2 separate regions of the Zea mays genome follow, and region 2 is linked to region 1. Evidence: chromatin contacts called from public Hi-C data. All regions are on one chromosome and are shown on one strand. Each heading gives the region's core, a stretch centred on a gene start, on an enhancer-like site or on the middle of the called end of the contact. The rest is flanking DNA. Distances are from core to core; before and after follow the strand shown. Region 1 holds the start of LOC100274264 (malate dehydrogenase 2). Region 2 holds the start of LOC103630763 (pentatricopeptide repeat-containing protein At1g15510, chloroplastic).

The links. Hi-C and Micro-C count contacts between places; a contact is called where the count stands out from the background.
Region 2: a Hi-C map of ear shows a contact between it and region 1, with 5 times the contacts expected there. The contact joins the promoter of LOC103630763 here to the promoter of LOC100274264 in region 1. A contact is called at or near these places in 13 of 25 Hi-C or Micro-C datasets (bundle sheath, ear, endosperm and 5 more).

What each region holds. Positions count from the first base shown.
Region 1 is chr6:177,102,327-177,107,941 of Zm-B73-REFERENCE-NAM-5.0, reverse strand. It overlaps LOC100274264 (malate dehydrogenase 2), which reads left to right and starts at 3,094. Exons shown (of 7, transcript NM_001148628.2): 1 at 3,094-3,418; 2 at 3,514-3,687; 3 at 4,144-4,312; 4 at 4,414-4,475; 5 at 4,949-5,073. The coding sequence starts at 3,185. It overlaps LOC100193260 (GTP-binding nuclear protein Ran-A1), which reads left to right. Exons shown (of 8, transcript NM_001138409.1): 3 at 293-349; 4 at 435-552; 5 at 679-768; 6 at 856-1,035; 7 at 1,134-1,211; 8 at 1,327-1,660. The coding sequence ends at 1,396.
Region 2 is chr6:177,274,428-177,280,042 of Zm-B73-REFERENCE-NAM-5.0, reverse strand. It overlaps LOC103630763 (pentatricopeptide repeat-containing protein At1g15510, chloroplastic), which reads right to left and starts at 2,397. Exons shown (of 2, transcript XM_008651828.3): 1 at 1-2,397. The coding sequence starts at 1,180. LOC103630762 (3-ketoacyl-CoA synthase 11) reads left to right here and starts at 4,922. Exons shown (of 1, transcript XM_008651826.4): 1 at 4,922-5,615.

The DNA of each region.
Region 1 (5,615 bases), core at 1,845-4,344:
TCTTCATTTCGTGTTTCAAATATTTTGAATCCTTATAGCATAGAAATTCTGTCGTCGCACGGCTCTTGAATGGAAATAACATGGTTGTTTGTTGAATACTCTTTTGTCTGTTAGGATGTCAGTTACATTTATCTGCAACCTTCATAAGCTAGATGGTTTGAATTTCAGTTGTTATGGCGCCCTTGTAGGCTTTAGATTCAATAATATTTATATTCTCTACATCACACCTGTCCTATTATATTCTCATCTGTTGACCTGTATGACTTTTCTCACTGATGTTTTCTTGTTGCAGGTAAAACTACATTTGTGAAGAGGCATCTCACTGGAGAGTTTGAGAAGAAATATGAACGTAAGTACCACATTGATTGGGATTTTCTTCATTTAGTTATCATCATTAATACTTCCAGCTTCTCTAATGCATTTTGTTGTTTCAGCAACCATTGGTGTGGAAGTTCATCCGTTGGATTTCACCACTAACTGTGGTAAGATCAGGTTCTACTGCTGGGATACCGCAGGGCAAGAGAAGTTTGGTGGCCTCAGGGATGGATACTAGTAAGTATTATTTGTGATGTCTGAAATAATGTGTGTACATATGCTGTAAAATCAATGTATACTTTTAGTACTTAACTATTTTTGTTACATTCTCTGATGCTCTTTCTGTTTTTTGTTCCCATTCAGTATCCATGGCCAGTGTGCGATCATCATGTTTGATGTAACCTCAAGGCTTACTTACAAGAATGTTCCTACGTGGCATAGGGACCTGTGCAGGTATGTTGATGTCTTTCTTTGTCGTAAACTTGTACTGATGTATAATTTTGTTGGAAAATTTTGATGTCCAGTTATGAATTCATGCAGGGTCTGTGAAAACATCCCCATTGTCCTCTGCGGTAATAAGGTTGATGTGAAGAACAGGCAGGTCAAAGCCAAGCAGGTTACTTTCCACAGGAAGAAGAATCTGCAGTACTATGAAATTTCTGCCAAGAGCAACTACAACTTTGAGAAACCTTTCCTGTACCTTGCAAGGAAGCTGGCTGGGTAATTGACTACCCTACTTCTGTGCATTGCATTTAGTAGTCACAACCAATTACCACCACTCTTATGTTTGTTCTTGACAATGTCATTGTTTTTAACAGTGATCCGAACCTTCACTTTGTTGAAGCTGTTGCTCTTAAGCCTCCGGAAGTTACCATCGACATGGCTATGCAGCAGCAGTGAGTGTCACCTTTTGTCTTATCCAACTTATAATCATTATGGTCCTACTATCCTTTTAATCTGTCTCCTCAATTTGAAATGTTGCGAGAACTGATTCACTTTTCATTTACTCAGGCATGAAGCTGAGCTTGCTGCAGCAGCTGCACAACCTCTTCCTGATGACGATGATGATCTGATTGAGTAGAAAGGATCATGAGTCTTGGACTTGAGCAGGAGTTGTGCCTTGCACGATTTAAGTTGTTCTAGGGTGGACTCTCTCTTGAGTTATCATTGTCTGGATCATTTTTTTCTCCTTGGACTTGTTGCAACTTTTGAGTGTGGAAATGGATTGGAATAGTCGCCATGAATTTGCTGGCTACTTTATACATGTCTTTGTTCATAAACCTTGTTTTAAGATGAAGTTGTGGCAATCCTCTTAGTGCTAATATAATGTTCTATTGTCAGCTGTACAATGTAGAAATGCTTCTATCTTTTTTTTTTCGTGCACGTTCCAGGTGTATTTTTAGGTTTAGGGCTTAGTGTATCTAAACTAGCGCTTAGTGTATAGTTCGTATCATCGTGTGTTTGGTGTCTGGTTATGGCTCTCGACTGTATAGATTGATATATACATTTGAGCTAGTTGGGTCGTAGTAGTCTAAGAAAGTTGTCTATCTGAAAATTTTGATTTAAGATGAAGTCGATGAAATTTTACATTGCTAGTAGCTCCCAGAGAATAATCAGTACGTTGCTCACAAGGTCTTCTTTTAGACTTGATTGGAATCGTGTACGAATTTCTCAGGAATCAGTTTATTTTCTTTAGAATTTTCATATGAAATTACACGTTCTAAAGAGGCCTTATCATGTGAGGCAACTGTGGTGATTTTTTTTCCAGAAAACGACTTCATACGTTACAAACATTTATTTCTACTAGACACGGTAGATTTCCCACAAAAAACCAGCTCAGCCCAGCTGTGAGTTTGACAGTCCATCTCCATGCAGAAGGGAAGCACAACAGAATCGAAGGGAACTTGACCGCTGAACCGCGGCGGCGCGAGCGAGACGTTACGCGCCGCTCCGTCGTGCTCACACACAGTCGTTGTGCACTTGCGCGAGTCGGCGAGTGACACCTTCCACCTCGGCCAACCAAGCACCCAGCAGAGCACAGAACAGATGTGGGTTAATTAGTTGTCATTCGGTAAAAAACAGTATAAAATAGGGTATTCTAAATCTAAGAAGTTTAATGATAATGTTATCAGTAAAAAAAGTTTAATGATATACTAGTAACTTACACGGTACAATTTATATTTAATATTTTAAACATCTGATGTTCTACTTGTTATAAACAACTTCATCCAGTGTATCTCACCCTTCTTTCATTAGGTGTGAGTTCAACCCCAACTCCTGCATCGCTTTTTAACATTTTACGTTGAGTTGATTTGTAAGAAATGTAGGTATTTTTTTTGTAAAAAGATGACACAGAACGACCGTTGAAACTGGTGCAAATTAATCCTCTAAGAGAATCTCTAAGAGCTCCTCAGAAGTCTTCCATAAAATAAGTTTTTTTAGAAAAACACAAAAACGTCTCTCCAACCGTCCCCTAAAGTGCTATTTTTTTCATATCACTTAAAAATCTCTTATTTGTAGCTATAAATAGTATTTTTGGACTATCTAGAAATAATATATCACTTTAAGGGATCTATTGAAGAAAAAAAATTAAAAATCTGCTTCTATTAATATTTTTAGATGTCCTAAAACTTATTTTCATGAGTCATTTTCTCTGAGCACTTACACAGTATCACCTCGGTGGATCGGTCGAACGGGCGGAGACGTCGAGACAACACGCCAGCCCCTCACCTTTTTTCTCTCTCAACCCGCCAGCGCCACCAGCAACTTCCCTCAGATCCCATCCACCCCTCGCTATTAAAGCAGCCCAGGCCGCCGCCCGCCGCCGCTCACCCACCAATCCACAGCGAGACCCGACCCCGCCGTCGCGATGAGGCCGGCGCTGCTCAAGTCCACGGCCGAGCTCCTCCGCCGCAGCCGCGGCTACGCCTCCTCGGCCAACCCGGAGCGGAAGGTGGCCATCCTGGGCGCTGCGGGCGGCATCGGGCAGCCGCTCTCCCTCCTCATGAAGCTCAACCCGCTCGTCTCCTCCCTCTCCCTCTATGATATCGCCGGGACCCCCGGCGTCGCGGCCGACGTCTCCCACATCAACTCCCCCGCCCTGGTACCCCCCGCTTGGCGCGCTCCTCTCATCCTCTGGCCTGGCTCGGACGGACTGGACTGGATCCGAGCTCACTGGTTTCTGCTCGACTCCTGCAGGTGAAGGGGTTCATGGGGGACGACCAGCTCGGGGAGGCGCTCGAGGGCTCCGACGTCGTCATCATCCCAGCCGGGGTGCCCAGGAAGCCCGGCATGACTAGGGACGACCTCTTCAACATCAACGCCGGCATCGTTAAGGGGCTCTGCACTGCCATCGCCAAGCACTGCCCCAACGTAAGCGTCGCGCCCGTGCCTTTGTAGATCTGCAGCTTAGGCATCTAGGTCTGGTTGCTAGATTTGGTATTCTACTTTTGGCGATTGGAATGGCCGGTGATTGGATCTTGTGCAGATCTAACGTCCAGTGCTGATCTGGTGAAGTAAACTAGTAAAGTGGCACACCTACCTACCCGATAGGAAATGGAGTGGCCCTGTTTGCGCAAAACATACAGAATTTACCCCGTCCTCCTTGCCAGCCTCAATGCCTTGATATTGCCACCTGAAGTAAAGAGGACTCACTTGCTCTAGAGCTCATATAGATATGTTAACATCCACGTGCTTTGCATATGAGATGTTAGATGATATTAAGCGTATATACGCTCTCGTTCCTTATATATGTCCAGTGAACGTTTTCATTTTGTTTTTGCTTATTTTCTTCCATCACACTGATCATGTTGATTATATGCTTCTTAGGCTCTTGTCAATATGATCAGCAACCCTGTCAACTCCACTGTCCCGATTGCGGCGGAGGTTTTCAAGAAGGCTGGTACTTATGATGAGAAGAAGCTGTTTGGTGTGACTACTCTTGATGTTGTTCGTGCTAAAACTTTTTATGCTGGAAAAGCGGGTGTGCCAGTTACTGGTAATAATATCATGTTTTAGTTGGCAGTAGACATTGAGATTATGGGTCAGAATTAACTTCTCATCTCCCTTGACATGACTTATTGCTGTGCCCTTTTGCAGGGGTGAATGTTCCTGTTGTCGGAGGCCATGCGGGTATTACTATTCTGCCACTCTTCTCGCAGGTATTGTCTCCTTGGACCACGTCTGAGGCTTCCTGCAAGAATGATATACATGATCCCTCCAAAGTTTACCAAGTTGGAATTAGAATGTATATAATCAATGGCAAAAATGACCTTTTAGAATAAATATGACTTATGATGATCAAGTAGTGTATTAATATTGTTGGCAACAAATGCAAACTGATTAGCAAAGAGGTTGTGTTTTGTGGACTGGACCACTGGAGTCAAAAAGAATGTTTGTCTATACTAGTGCAATAATTTCTATTTATCAATTGTGCATAAGAATTCTAAAGCTATCTTTGGCTATTGTTTTACATAGCATAATCCTTGCTTGTACAGTTGTACTAAAATACTATGCAAGTGATAGTCATTTCTATTGTCATGCTAGCTGTATTCTATGATGTATCTTGTATCTCTGAAGCTAGCAACTCAAACATAAACTTTGACCCTAAAATCAATATTTCTGTTTTATACAGGCCACTCCTGCAAGCAATTCATTGTCCCAAGAAGACATTGAGGCCCTCACCAAGAGGACACAAGATGGTGGGACAGAGGTGGTTGAAGCAAAGGCGGGAAAAGGCTCTGCAACGTTGTCCATGGCGTAAGTCTAGAACATATGGACTGTTGTTACTGCCAGCATGTCTACTGGTTGCACTATAGCATATCCTGTCTGTTTATGAGTCCTTTGGTATACTCCGTGTATTTTCTACTATGCTCTGCAACCAGTCAATCAGTAGATGCTTCCTGCCTTCATTGATTTTCTATGAAGAACTACTTGTGGCATAAATTAGCTGCTGCATCAATGGATGATTCTTCCATTCATTAAATTTTCTATGAGCCCGTGGCATAAATTAGCTGCTGCATAATTGCCTATTACATGCTCGTGCACATACCGTCTGGTAATGCTAAGCCTATAGCTTCCAAGCTAGTTAAATGCATGGGACCGGAATTTACTAAATTTACAACTACTGTTTCATGGCTGTTTCTGTATTCATTTGATTGTTGTCACTATGTTTATTGCATCAGTTTCCTGTCAGAATTGGATGTGTGGCTACCAAGCTATGTAACTGTAATGAACATCATTTGCAGTTTTGTAGACATTGTCCTTATATGAAAACTTGCTCATTGTACTTTGTTAGCTTT
Region 2 (5,615 bases), core at 1,148-3,647, 170 kb before region 1:
TAGTAATATCATCAGGACTTACATTGTTCACTTCCATAAGTGCATACACTTCAAGAGCTTTATCTGGGAAGCCGTTTTTCTCATACCCAGATATCATAGCTGTCCATGTCATGGCATCTCTAGTATCCATTCTTGAGAACACTGTTCTTGCTTGCCTCATCATACCAAGACTCGCATACATCTGAATCAAAGAGTTACAGAATGCAACATCACCGGCAAAACCCCTCTTCACTGCAAGTCCATGCATTTCCTTTGCAAAGGTTACGTCAGATAACAAGCCTGATGCAACAGTAACACTAGTTATTGTCATGAGGTTAGGCTGAACCTCATCATGTAGCATGGTAAGAAACAACTCCAACCCTGCATTGCATTCACCATTCTCAAAATGCCCAGCAATCATCGCATTCCATGAGATACAATCCATGACGGTCATACTGTCAAACACCTTCCGTGCAGCCATAACGTCCCCACATTTGGCGTACATGGTCATGAGTGCATTCAGGACATCGACCTCCTCCCCAAACCCAAACCGAAGAACATGTGCATGCACCTCCCTCCCCATCCTCCAGTCTGGGACGCCCCCACAGCTCCGCAGAACACAGGGGAACGTGTACACGTCCGGTCTCACACCTGCCCACATCATCCTGTGGTACAGGTCCAGCGCCTCATCCAGCAAACCGGACTTCCCGTACCCGCCCACCATGACGTTCCAGGAGAAGACATCCCGTTCAGGCATTTTGGCAAACACCCTCCACGCGTGCCACGTCTCCCCGAACCTGACGAGCATGCTGAGCATGGCGTTCCCGAGGCGGAGACCGAACCAGGCGTGCCGGTCGTCTGCGTGCGCGCACGCGCGCAGCCCCGGTTCCACTGCGCGGCGCCACTCGCAGAGGCGGAACAGCGCGACGTAGGCGTCCTCGTCGGGCGGCTCCGCCGAGGACTCGAGGAGCCAGAGCGCCTGCGCGAGCTGGCCATGGGAGCAGAGCGCTCGCAGCTCCGTGCTCGGGTCCGCGGAAGAGGAGGTGGACGCCGCAGCCGAGACGGCGGCCGAGCTGAGACCGCGTAGGCGCTTCTTTGCGTGGAGGCGGATGGGCGGGAGGGCGCGCGGCAAGGCAAGGGAGGCGAGTGGGAGGAGGAACGGATTGAGTGCGGGTGCGGGCTTAGTGGGCAGCAGCGGCATCTCTGGAAGCGGAGGCGGAGGAGGCGCGCATGGCGCTGGGAGCCACGGCCGCAGGGTTTTGGAGAGGTTTCGGGGCCGACGAGCGGAGGAGCGCGTGGCCAAGCTGGTGACCGCTTGCTCCGCGAGCGCGAGTGGATAAGCAGCGCGAGGGCGAAGCGAGAGGGTCGTTTGATTATTATTATGTCCTCCTCCATCAACCTTACTGGGCCTCCATCATCCTAAGGCCACCACGACTTAGCGGAAGCGTGGAGCCGGGCTCAGCCCAAGCCCAAAAACGTTGAGGAAAATTCACCGGCTTGAATCTTCTGGTCCTGAATAAATTGGAGGCGGAAACGAAGCAGAAACATCTCAAGTTGCAACAATGGCATCGTCCGCTGCTGCAAACACGAAGCCGATCGCGCTCCCGCCAAGGCCAGCGCCAACCCGCGTCGGCTGCTGCTGCTGGAGGACAACAGACACCCAGGCCCACGGTCCCGTCGCCGCGGCGCCGCGGCGCGCCTCAGGGTCTCAGCCTCCGCCGCCCCGTCGGACGTGCCGGACTTCCTCTCTTCCAATTCGGTACTGCCGTTTCGACTTGCCTTGTCCCTCGCTGCATCATCCTCTGCGCGTGTGAGAAGTCTCAGCCAGGTTGAGTACACGTTACGGAATCTAGTTAGATTAGGTTGCGTGATCAGGGCAGACACGGATAGCTGATGGGGCTTTTGGTTTTGGTTTCTAGTGTGTTCTCAAACACGTTTTGGTGACTACTACTTCACTTTTTTCAGCGATAAAGTAAATATATATATTCATAAGAATGGAACAAAACGCTATGAAAGTATCATTTGGATTGATTACCGTGATTCTAACAGTCCATGATGATTGAAATAAAACTCGAGGAGGGGGGGTCGTTTTCAGCCAAAAAAAAGTTTTCAGGAACACACATCAACTGAAATTTGTGTACCTGACTGAGCATTGTATTGACAGGATATTATGAGTGACTAAGGGTCTGTTTGTTTCAGCTTATAGATTATATAATCTAGATTATAATCTAAATTATATAATCCAGATTATAATCTAGATATATTATAATCTACATATAGTTGTTTGGTAGTTTAGATTATACAAATGTAGATTATTCACAAAGACTACAGGCCTTGTTTGTTTTAGATTATAATCTCTCCAGATTATATAATCTAGCGCAAATAATCCAATAGTTAAACAAACATATAGATTATGGGTTCAGATTATATAATCTAAACTCCAGATTATGATAATCTCATAATCTCCTCAAGACTAGCTTATTTGAGATTATTTTGGCAAAAGACTCACTACCCATGGTAATGTAAATAGAAATTACAATATATGACATCATTCTTTTCTCACCTCAAATAAACAATAAGGGTATTGTTGTCTTTGTAAATAATCTACATTTGTATAATCTAAACTACCAAACAACTATATATAGATTATAATATATCTAGATTATAATCTGGATTATATAATTTAGATTATAATCCAGATTATATAATCTATAAGCTGAAACAAACAGGCCCACAATACCCTTGTTTGTTTATTTGAGGTGAGAAAAGAAGGATGACATATATTGTAATTTCTATTTACATAACCATGGGTAGCGGGTCTTTTACCAGAATAATCTCAAATAAGCTACTCTTGGGGAGATTATGAGATTATCATAATCTAGGTTTTAAATTATATAATCTAAATCCATAATCTAGTTGTTTGTTTACCTAATGGATTATTTGCGCTAGATTATATAATCTGGAGAGATTATAATCTGAAACAAACAGGTCCTAAGTCTATTAAGCGGTAAAATGGTTCAATAAATCAAACGGACTAGTGGTTCCCCTTCAGTTTTATAGAATATAATTTCAGGGATTTGGGCAGGCAACTGTCATAGTATATAAACTCATATGTTATTGTTCTACCTAATGTTTCTCTCCAGCGTAGCGCAAAAGGGCCACGGATAGGACTGCTGTCTTTTCACTTTCAGTTGTCAATACTGACTGGAAGTTAATCCTGAACTTGATGGGTTGCAATACTGACTGGAAGTTGCTATTTTTTTACCGAGAAAACTGGAAGTTGCTGTTGTTCGAAACCCGCAAGAGAAAGCCTTTCGGTCCCATGTTGAATGTGATATCTTTGTTCTGTCTGAAAATAATCGCAAAAGAGCATAAACATTTTGGTCGACATTTATGATGACTCTATCGTTCAGTTTAACGCAGAAGAAGTGGTTGAATACCAGCTTGAGTCCTTAAAATACAATGACCAGCCCCGGCAAGATTATGGGATAGAGGTCATGTACCGGGTAACTATACAAGCATGAAAACTGTTCATTTCCTTGGGTATGGTGTTAAATGAACTCAACTTTGGTCAGACTGACAAGTCGTGCGGTCCTACTAGTTTGCAGGCTTTGAACCCCTTCGAAAGGTCAACTTAGTTTGGATGACAGTTTGGTCTAGGACAGGTGGTCTGAAACCTATTCCTACTGGCTTTACACTGGCAGCCAGACTGTGTTACTTACTGATTGCCGCCAATACTGTTCCTGTTTGAACGCTTCCGGCGTCTGTTCCACCATTCAGCTTACAGAGCGCTGCTGGGCCACAAAGGAAGAAACATACTAAGCACTAAGCAGCTTATGGGTTGAAGAGGTACAACAAGGCAAATCGGACATACATACATGATGACCTCCATTATCTGAGTATTAAGTTTACGCTATTCGTGTTGAGCAGGACCGGTTTAAACAAAGAGTTTGGTTAGAAGGAGCCCGGCCAGAGGAGGAAGAAATATTTCAATCCACAATGGTTCAGGTACATGTCACTCTGTCAGCTTGCTTTTCACTTCACTTGCCGTGATTTTCAGCCATCCGGTGGGTTTAATCGACTGTTGTTACTTGCTGTAGAGAGTCGGAGGCTCATGGGATGGTTACTGGCTAACGGAGAGCTTAATAATAAACGATGGAGACGCATTCTCGGGTCGCTTACTGATGTAGTGAATTGGTCCAAATCAGGTGCGTTGAACTCATGCGGATACAGGTCAATGACGTGATCAAGCAGCAGGTGAACGCGTATTTGCAGCAAACTACGGCGCGGTTCTTCTTTCTTAACATCCTTTTCTGAGTTTTGACGACTGCCTCTTTTTTTCACTTCTGTTCTACGTGTCCGGTGGATTCTGTGTCGTCGCTTTTGGTCAGCCCGTGTTCTCGGTTCTCGCGACCTACGACGGCTTAAAATGCATTGTTTTTACAGTACAGAACAGAGACCGCTGTGCTGCAATGAATATATTTGTAGTAACGGGATTCACACTCACCGGAAAGGCTACCTAGGAGGAAACTTGCAGTGCTTGCGATTGGGCACGTCAGTAGCGTGCTTGTGAGACGAAAGGAACATGAGATCGGCTGTGTATATCCATCCTCTGACCACTATGTATGATCTATGCAGTGTGATGTGATCAGGTGGTTTGGTGAATAAAGTAGCACCTCTTTGAGACTTTGACCCTGCCTTTTCCGCACTACTTTGTTACCTACACACTACACTAACCATCCACCAGAGCGAGTCCAAATATCCACTTGGAAAAAAAGAAAATCCTTCCACGAAGGACTTCATGGCACACACTGACACACAGGGTTACACCAAAGCGAGCAACGAAATGGCCCTGAATTATGCGCTCATGTAACTCCCCGTTCTCAAAATTAGAGACATTCTAACCTCACTGGAAATCAAATATTTTTTAAAAAAACTTTGATCAGAGATGTAAAAAAGTAATATTAAAGCCTTAGGCCTCAAAACCGAGCTAAAATGCTTAAAATTTTCTAGAGCTTTAAAATTTATCAAGGAAATCAAGACAAGCCCTTAGTACTACGGAGGGAATGAAAGGAGATATTCTACGTACGTCTACGGTCTATCGCGTACACGTGCGTGTTATTGCGCTCCAGAAAGGCGTGCAAGTCCACCACACGCAGCGCAGGCGCGCACCGCACGTTCGCGTACCGTTCGTCCCCCGAGCTCCGCGGCCGGCCGCGTGTCTGGCTGGACCGGCGCCCGCGCAGGCGCACACGGCTCTCCCAACCGCCTCGCTCGGCCGCGCCCGCGCGCGAACTACAAGATGCCGGACCGACACGTCGCGCTCCCCCCGGGGCCCGCTCTCCCGTCCTCCTCCCAGGCGCGACCGCGCGAGACGCCTGCCCGAGTGTAACCGTCGCCGTCGAGCCCCCATCCGCATTGCGTTTTTCGGGCGCGTTCAGGCGGGACGCATGATGCGCTGCTAGCGTGTTCAGGCCTTCAAAACGCAGCACACACCGGTCCGTTGCTTGCCGGCCCACCGCTGGCGGCGCGCGGATCCTCTCCCACCGCGTATCTTTCCGTTTGGATCCCCGAGTCGGAGCTCGATCAGATCGGTGCCTCTGCCTGCGTGCGTCTGCTCTGGTCTACTATATATG